Regions from separate parts of the Mus musculus genome. Here regions 1 and 2 are each linked to region 3. Evidence: chromatin contacts called from public targeted proximity ligation data. All regions are on one chromosome and are shown on one strand. The core of a region is the stretch at or near the end of the contact, and the rest is flanking DNA. Distances in the headings are between cores, read along the strand shown. Region 1 overlaps Plce1 (phospholipase C, epsilon 1). Region 2 overlaps Plce1 (phospholipase C, epsilon 1). Region 3 has its middle 30 kb from the start of Gm46666.

The links.
Region 1: a contact with region 3 is called in a targeted proximity ligation map of neural progenitor cells, with 4 times the contacts expected there. A contact is called at or near these places in 10 of 484 Hi-C or Micro-C datasets (cumulus cells, embryonic stem cells, liver and 5 more), 12 of 130 datasets of targeted methods (astrocytes, embryonic stem cells, heart atrium and 3 more) and 1 of 9 other capture datasets (embryonic stem cells).
Region 2: a contact with region 3 is called in a targeted proximity ligation map of neural progenitor cells, with 4 times the contacts expected there. A contact is called at or near these places in 3 of 484 Hi-C or Micro-C datasets (cardiomyocytes, nephron progenitors and uterus), 9 of 130 datasets of targeted methods (astrocytes, craniofacial prominence, embryonic forebrain and 5 more) and 2 of 9 other capture datasets (adipose tissue and embryonic stem cells).

The regions. Positions count from the first base shown.
Region 1 is chr19:38,638,629-38,641,328 of GRCm38.p6, forward strand. The region is part of intron 2 of Plce1 (phospholipase C, epsilon 1); the gene reads left to right. Among named protein-coding and RNA genes, the nearest start is that of Plce1, 120 kb to the left of the region's middle.
Region 2 is chr19:38,727,796-38,730,495 of GRCm38.p6, forward strand. It overlaps Plce1 (phospholipase C, epsilon 1), which reads left to right. Exons shown (of 32, transcript NM_019588.2): 14 at 888-949; 15 at 1,032-1,197. Among named protein-coding and RNA genes, the nearest start is that of Noc3l, 90 kb to the right of the region's middle.
Region 3 is chr19:38,486,917-38,489,664 of GRCm38.p6, forward strand. It overlaps a transcript of Plce1 not described here. Among named protein-coding and RNA genes, the nearest start is that of Gm46666, 30 kb to the left of the region's middle.

The DNA.
Region 1 (2,700 bases), core at 38-2,537, 150 kb after region 3:
ATCCCAGACATTGAAACAAGAAGCTGTAACACTGAAATTGCCTTGGAGACACCACGATGTTCAAGATGCCAGAGCCATGGACTATCTGCTGAGGAAAGCTGCTAACAGGCAGTGGAACCAGCCCAGGGGAAAGAAGTTTGTTGCATCAACAAAGATGACAAAGGAGTTGGAGATCTGAAAACCACTTTGACATTAGACATTGGGATGCAGAGTTTGGAGTTTGACCAGCTGGTTTCCTGTCTTGCTTTGAGGATTACGGTTAAGTGATTGAATGAATCTCAGAAGAGACTTTGACCTTTGGACTTTTAACATTGTTGAGACTGCTATAGACTATGGGGACTTTTAAAGTTGAACAAAATGTATTTTTAATTATGTTATGTTTAGGTATGGTTCCCATAGACTCATATGTTTGAACAAGCCTATGGGGGCCAGGGAGTGGAATGTCATGGTTTGCATATGCTTGGCCCAGGGAGTGGCACTATTTGGAGGTGTGGCCTTGTTGGAGTAGGTGTGCCCCTGTTGGAGTAGGTGTGTCACTGTGGGTGGGTGTGCTTTAAGACCTCATCCTAGCTACCTGGAAGCCAATCTTCTCTTAAAGGCTAGCAGCCTTCAGGTGAAGATGTAGACCTCTCCACTCCTCCTGCACCATGCCTACTGGAATGCTGCCATGTTCCCGCCTTGATGATACTGGACTGAACTTTGAACCTGTAAGCCAGCCCCAATTAAATGCTGTTCTTATAAGGATTGCCTTGGTCGTGGTGTCTGTTCACAGCAGTAAAACTCTAACTATGACAGCCGTGGAAAGTCTAAGCTGGCTGAGAAGAATCCCTGATATAACTGTCATAACTGTCATGACCCTTCCAGAACCTTTCCATTGAACCCATGGAGGTCTCCAGGTCTTTGAACCCTTGGGCAGTGTGTATTCCACCCTACATACACACACACAAGATACATCGGTAGATGTGAAGAGCTCAAGAATGTTGACATGTACCATTCTCCTGGTGATATTTTGCACTCTAAGCGAGGAGCCACAAGAAGTTTCCAGATAAACATCTCTACCCAAAGAGCTTGATGATAGGGCTAAAGAACTCGGAAGTGGACAAACAGGATTTGAACTTGGGTCCATCCTGTCTTAGAGTCTATACCCATGAGCACTCTTTACTTGACATGGAACCTTAGGAGGATTCCAGTAGATGGAGGCATCTGTAGCAATCAGAGGTGCCAGGACTCTTGGGCTTTCAGCCCTGGCTTGCACAGTGAGCAGTGGCTGCTGGCCAGCAGGGACTCACAGACACCAGATGCTGGCAACCCGGACTGTCCACATCCAGCTGGAGGAGCCAACACTGTTCTTGTGTGTTCTGCTTGAGCCCCAAAGAACAAAGCCAACAGCTGTCTTTTCAGGTCCGATGGCTGTTTTATACCAAATCAGAAAAAAACTGACCCCAGGAAGGAAGTGTGAGGCCTCTCCCAGACTTGTATAAATGGTGTTGTTTTCTTTACACAGTCCACTGGGCTGGTCTCCAGCCTCCTCCTGCCTGGCGTTGCCATCAGGGACATCATCTCACAGGACCAAATGGCCTTTCTGAGCCACTACACTTTGATCTAGTGAATTTATAATATTTCCCTTATTCTTTTGTAGCATAGAACAATCAGCAGCTGATATAAACTCATGCAGGTGGAAGTTAGGGGAAAGCTGAGGCCGCCGAAGAGAAAGGACCAGCCCTTGAGACTAGAGGTTAATGGATAATCACAAACATGGCCCAGGACCTAGAAGAAGAAATAAGAAATGCGTCTGGGCCTTGGAGTCTGAGAAAATGAAGCTGTTGGATTTATTTTGTAAATGAAATCTAGATGGAATTTGATTGCCTTAACTCTGAGAGGCTGGAATGTCCAGATTTGGTCACAGTAAGAAGTTCAAAATCAGAGTTGTATATTTGTAAGCCATTTGTTTAGCTGTGATGGTTACAACTTATGGTGAGCCCTCTTAGGAAAAGACTGTGATAAAGGAAGGACTAAGGACTACAAACTCAGGCTGAGGAGCAGCAAGGTGGCCCAGAATTTCGTATTATGGCCATGGAGTAAGTAAGAAGCCACAGTAATATAGTGGTCTGACCTAGAACTCAAGCAAAGCACATGATGTTAAGCATGAAGCTGTAGAGCCCCAAGCTTCCTCCATGCAACAACCATATGATGATCTGAGTGCGTCCAGCTTGAGGTTCCCAAATATATCATCGGCCACTTTTTTTTTCGCTTTTTCTTAATAGCCGTTCTTTTTCTATTTAAGTGGAATTTAGCTTTGTCAGTAAAAAGCCTTTGCTTAAATCATCAAGCATAATCATGAACACACTGGCTGCATAATTTAAATATAAAATAGTCTCTGCCCATGACTAGCACATTTATATTATCTAGGTTGAATTCACATAGTATGCCTTCTAGTTGCTTTGTTACCATTTCTGTTCAGAAGGAGGAATGAATAATCTTGAGTTTGCAGATAAGTTAAATTCTGGTGCCCAAATCCTGAGAAATGGTTAAGAGCACGGACTTTGGAGCCACCAACATCTAGCTTAGATTTCAGGTTCTTCTCACTACCTATGGCTATTTGGACAATTAGCTGGTGCTCTCTGACTTTGCTCAGCTATAAGATGGAATGTTACCCTCCCTTGGTAAGATTAAGATGCCTTAATTTTTGCAAATAAGAAG
Region 2 (2,700 bases), core at 91-2,590, 240 kb after region 3:
ACCCTGGGGCAAGAGTGAGCTGGGGATTTATGAGGAGCATCAAAAGCTACCATGATGATCAGAGCCAGGCAGGACAGGCAGATGCAACTTCAGGCAGAAGTCCAAGGACTAGCTCATCTAGGACTTTGAGACCGCAGGACGGACAGGGGTTGACATCTGTCCTTGTGAAACGAGAAGCTTTAAGAAGTTTTAAGCAGGAGGGTGCGTGATCTATGCTTCAGAAGGTCTGCGTGAGCCCATGTGGCAAGGAACTGTCCTGACAAAAGATGGAGATGGGTGGAAACTGTCCCAGGAGCCCAGGCGAGGGGTGACAGCTACAGAGAGTGAAACTTCACTGTGGCAGCGTCACAGGCAGCAGAATTAACTTAATCTCCTGATCTGGAATCCGTGGAATCTGTGGAGTAGCTGTGTGACCCTTGGATTTAACCCATATTGATGCTAAAACTGAGGGTTCACTGTGACTCCACTGAGCGTATGTTTCGTGAGGCTGCTCCAAGCGAATCATTGAATCACTGCACCCCACCTCCCACTGCTGGACGGGAGTTGCCTTTATTACTCTCACCGTCTCCTCAACTAATACACGCACTGTGTTTTCATATAAATCAGCCTTATTCTTTTCTCTCACTACCTTTTTTTTCTCTTAAATAAATATGCTTGGTATAATAAGCTCATATGTAATAAATATTTTCTTTTGGACTAAAAACCTACATCTTACCAGTACATAACTAAAGTACTTCAAATATTTGGTTGAGACATCTCTTCAAATATTTGGTTGAGACATCTCCTAATGAAAACAGAACAGTTTTATTTTTAATTGTGTGGTGCTATTTTCTCCTTCTTAGTTTCCTTTGCCTAAAAAACATCTCTTTTTAAAAATTCCCTTGCAGAAATTTGAGCCTAGCGTCAGCATGTGTCATCAAGGCCTACTGTCATTTGAAGGGTTTGCAAGGTAACTCCTCAGACCCTTTTATCGCATCACTCAAGAGTACACGTTGCTCTGACGCAGCCTTAAGAACATGTGTTTCGTTTAGGTTTCTGATGGATAAAGACAATTTCGCCTCAAAAAATGATGAGTCACGGGAGAACAAGAAAGAACTGCAGCTACCCCTCTCCTACTATTATATAGAATCTTCACACAACACCTACCTCACCGGCCATCAGCTCAAGGGGGAGTCCTCTGTGGAGCTCTATAGCCAGGTACAGAGAGTGTCGCTGCGGTGTGACTTTCATCACTGAACCCCCCAGACTCCTGTAAAGTATGGCTTGAACTATACAGAGCCATCAAGTGTGGGAAAACAGGCTACACACAGTGGTGTTTTCTTTGCTTCTTTCTGCCTCCTTGTTTGTTTGCTTTCCCCTCAATCTATACTTACCCTGCATTGTAGGCAAAGAAAAAAAAGAAAGTGTTTGTTTGAGACTCAGCTTTTAGATCTCAGTCGGATCTACCCCTACTAAAATTAAGATTTCCCCTGGGAAAGCTATCCAATCATCTCACTAAATGCTGAATAAATCAATATATATTGTGGTGGGAAAGCATAGTAGGAAATGCGGCTTTCTTGCAGAGCTAATCCCCCAAAGTTGTTTGTTTTGTTTTGCTTTGCCATTCGTTAGACAAGCCATCCATCCCTATGGCAACCAACTAAAGATAAAGCTGCATGGGCTGGAGGCACTTTCCTCCAGGCTGAAATCCATGGGAACGTTCTGGGAAACAGTGCAGTGGGCTCTCTGGACTGGGAAAAGCACATCCTTTGACCCAACCACCAGCCAGCTCTCATGTCTCTCTCTCTCTTTCTCTCTCTCTCTCTCCTCTCTCTCTCTCTCCCTCTCTTCTCTCCTCTCTCTCTCCCTCTCTTCTCTCCTCTCTCTCTCTCCTCTCCTCTCTCTCTCTCTCCTCTCTCTCTATCTCTCCCCTCTCTCTCCTCTCTCTCCTCTCTCTCTCTCTCTCTCTCTCTCTCTCTCTCTTCTCTCTATCCTCTCTCTCCTCTCTCTCTCTCTCTCTCTCTCTCTCTCTCTCTCTCTCTCCCTCTCTCTCTCTCTCTCTCTCTCTCTCTCTCTCTGGTCCAGGGAATGCAAGTGTGTGGTTTTATGCTTCTGAGGGAGTACAAGCTAGGAAACAAATTCTATCACAACCATACACCCCCAGCCGTGAAATCCCTTTGTTCTCCAGATTGGTCCAGTACTGGTGGTAGACCATGACACAGTTTTCCCCCAAAGTTTGTTTAGCCCAGAATGGGCATGGTGGCACATGCCTCTCTCTAATCCCAGCACTCAGGAGGCAGAGGTACACACATATCTTCCTGAGTTCGAAACCAGCCTGCTCTAGAGTGAGTTCCACAACATCCAGGGCTCTGTTACACAGAGAAACCCTGTCTCTAAACAAACAAACAAAATTTTTTTTTAATCTCTGAATTCTGAGGAATTTTTATTAGGAAATGAAAATGTGTCTTCAGAGTAATGATTTTCAAACTAGGACTCTGCCAAGGGCCTTCAGCTGCTTGTGCTGAAATGAGTAAGCCACTGCCAAGAAGGGGCTTTACCCAGTTCTGCTACGGGACCACTGACCCATCTTTTATGCACTTTGCATACTGGACATTTATTTTCACAAGGAGCTCCAAAGTCAAGAGAAAAAAAAACTTTGTGGAACAAGCGAGATGGTTCAGTGAATTAAGGCACTGGCTACCAAACCTGATGACTGAGTTC
Region 3 (2,748 bases), core at 160-2,659:
CCTCAGATTTAGATGTGAAAAAAATATATAATTCTTGATTTTTCCTCATCCCCATTTTATACGTTTGGGTTCTAGAGGCAAGTTGCTTAGACTGTTTATATCCTGGCTCCACTGCTAATAACTGGTGTGGCCTCCTTCAAAATATGTGGCTGAAACTCCCCAGTGTACACAGTGGAGGGTAGTAGTGTTACTTATGTAACAGGTTGTGAAATCGAATGGGATAATTCACACAAAGTATTGAGAACACCACCTACTATAAAGTAAGAATTCAACACATATTAGCTAGCATTGGGCTTTTGTAGACCCAGCAGTATAGCAGGAAAAGAATGTAACTTCTCTTCATTGCAGTGAAGGTAGCTGAGGTCTCTGAGGTCTCAAGGTCTTCTGCCCAGAAGTACAGTGGCTGCCCCTTGCAGAGGTTACAGACCTTTCTTAGAACCCCACCAGCCAGCCAGTTGGCGGGCCTGGGGTATGTAGTATACAACGATGATTTCAGCTCCCCCCTCCCCCAGCTTCTGCTCCAAATTTGGAATATAATATAAACTCTGCCCTCTAGCTTTAAGGTGCAAAGGTTTACAAATGTCCTCCCCACCCCCCAACCCAGATGGTGGTATCCCTTCAGTGAGGTCGGGAGCACAAGGGTGAGAGCCAAGCACCTGGGGAAAAAAAGCAGTGTCGCCAATCTTCATAGGGCTAATAGATAGGACTGGCCAGTTCATGTCAGCCAGGTTCATTATCAGTGTGCCTGAGACCTGTTGTATCTCTCTGCTTGGTGGCGAGAGTGCTCTGGCCACAGCCTCCACCACCCACCGCTCACAGTAACTGTGAAAGGTCTCTTTTAAAGGGGGTCTGTGGGTACACCCTCACCCAGAAGTCAGCTGGCAATTGTGTATTTGTATTTCTTGGTAGGAGCAACTAGCTACATTGTAGTATTTAAACAGTGTGGGTTCTTTATTCAGAATCAAAAGAGGCAGAAGCAAGGAGAGACTCTGTTTTGATGACTTCATTGTAAGTTTAAACTATATAATATTACTGAGTATGGAAAATCCAGGGAGTGGAAAGAAAATCATCTGGGGAAAACACATGTGACCCAGAGCATGCTATACACGTCTGGGATTAAAATATCATGTAACGAGCTTTAATTTGAATAACACCGGAGTTGCTTCAAAAGCTATCTTTCTAAAGAAAGTGCCCATTCATTAGCTATTCTGCAAAACAAGATCAGACTTCGTTGTTGATCATCTTTTCACCAGGGAAACCCTTGCTGGGAAGAACTGCAGGGTTCCCGCCAGCCTCTTTTGTCAATCTCTGGGAGGTGGATAATATTCACGGAAGTTAAAGACTCTTGGCATGAGATTTTTGTCTCCACTTTTTCACCCACAAAGGCAGAATGAATTCAGAGGTCAGGGCAGAGCCTGAGTTCTTTGTTCGCTGCTCAGCAAGCTGGTTGGTTCTGGACTCTGCCTGGCTTACAGGGTTTGAGGTTTTTCTTTCAGTTGTGGCTTGGGCATGATTTTAAAATTCATAGCGGTAGAGATTAGTAAAACTAGAAGTGCTTGGGACAGAAGTATGCTCCATTATGTTTTGAATCTCAGGGCTGAGGAGACAGCTTAGGGACAGGGTGTTTTGCCTAGCATGCATGAGGCCCTGGGTTAGATTCCTAGTACCATGATAGACAGGGGCTGGTGTTTGAGTCAGTGCAAAGAAGACAAGAACTTCTAGAATCTGCATGGAATGCTGCATCTGTGCCAGGAGCTTTCCAGTGATGCATTTCTGGAGGATCACGCAGCAGCAGCAGTGTGGCACCCTTGTGTGTTGGCCAGTGACGTCTCTTGGATCTATGTTTTCTGACTGCCCAGAGCTAACTGAGAATGGCTGGGAATTCTCCAGTGTCGAGTCCATAGGATGGCTAGCGACAGGTGAAGCCTGTTCATATCCCAGACAGGCAAACCCAGATCAAGTTAGTTACAGGGGATGAGGGAGTGTGCTTATTTCCAGCCGTGCTGCGTGTTTCTAAAGGACGGTCACCATCTCAGCAATCATGCCTTAAAGTATCTCATCTCACCTGTTTAAGAGGAAAAACAATCTTTAATACAAATACAATTTGATGTATTGTCTTTGTGCGTCTCTGGAGCATGGGGGCATGCCATGTACGCACATGCACGCCTGTGAGTTTGAGGCTACAGGTCGATGCCAGGTGCCCTCTTCAGTCTCTAGCTTCCTTCCTTCCTTCCTTCCTTCCTTCCTTCCTTCCTTCCTTCCTTCCTTCCTTCCTTCCTTCCTTCCTTCCTTCCCTCCCTCCCTCCCTCCCTCCCTCCCTCTCTCCCTCTCTCTCTCTCTCTCTCTCTCTCTCTCTCTCTCTTTCTTTCTTTCTTTTTGTGTTTTTCCGAGACAGGGTTTCTCTGTGTAGCCCTGGCTGTCCTGGAATCCACTCTGTAGACCAGGCTGGCCGCCAACTCAGAAATCCACCTGCCTCTGCCTAAGTGTGGGGATTAAAGGTGTGCGCCACAGTTGCCAGGCTATCTTCCTTATTTTTGAGATGGGATCTTCTCCTAAACCTGGAGTTCACTGAAGCTGACCAGCCAGCTCCAGGGATCTGCTCATCTCTATCTCCCCAGATCTGGGATTATATGCACATGCCACATTTCTGGTTTTGTTCTCCTCTTCTATCTTTTTCTTCCTCTCTCCTTCCTTCCTTCCCTCCCTCCCTCCCTCCCTCCCTCCCTCCCTCCCTCCCTCCCTTCCTTC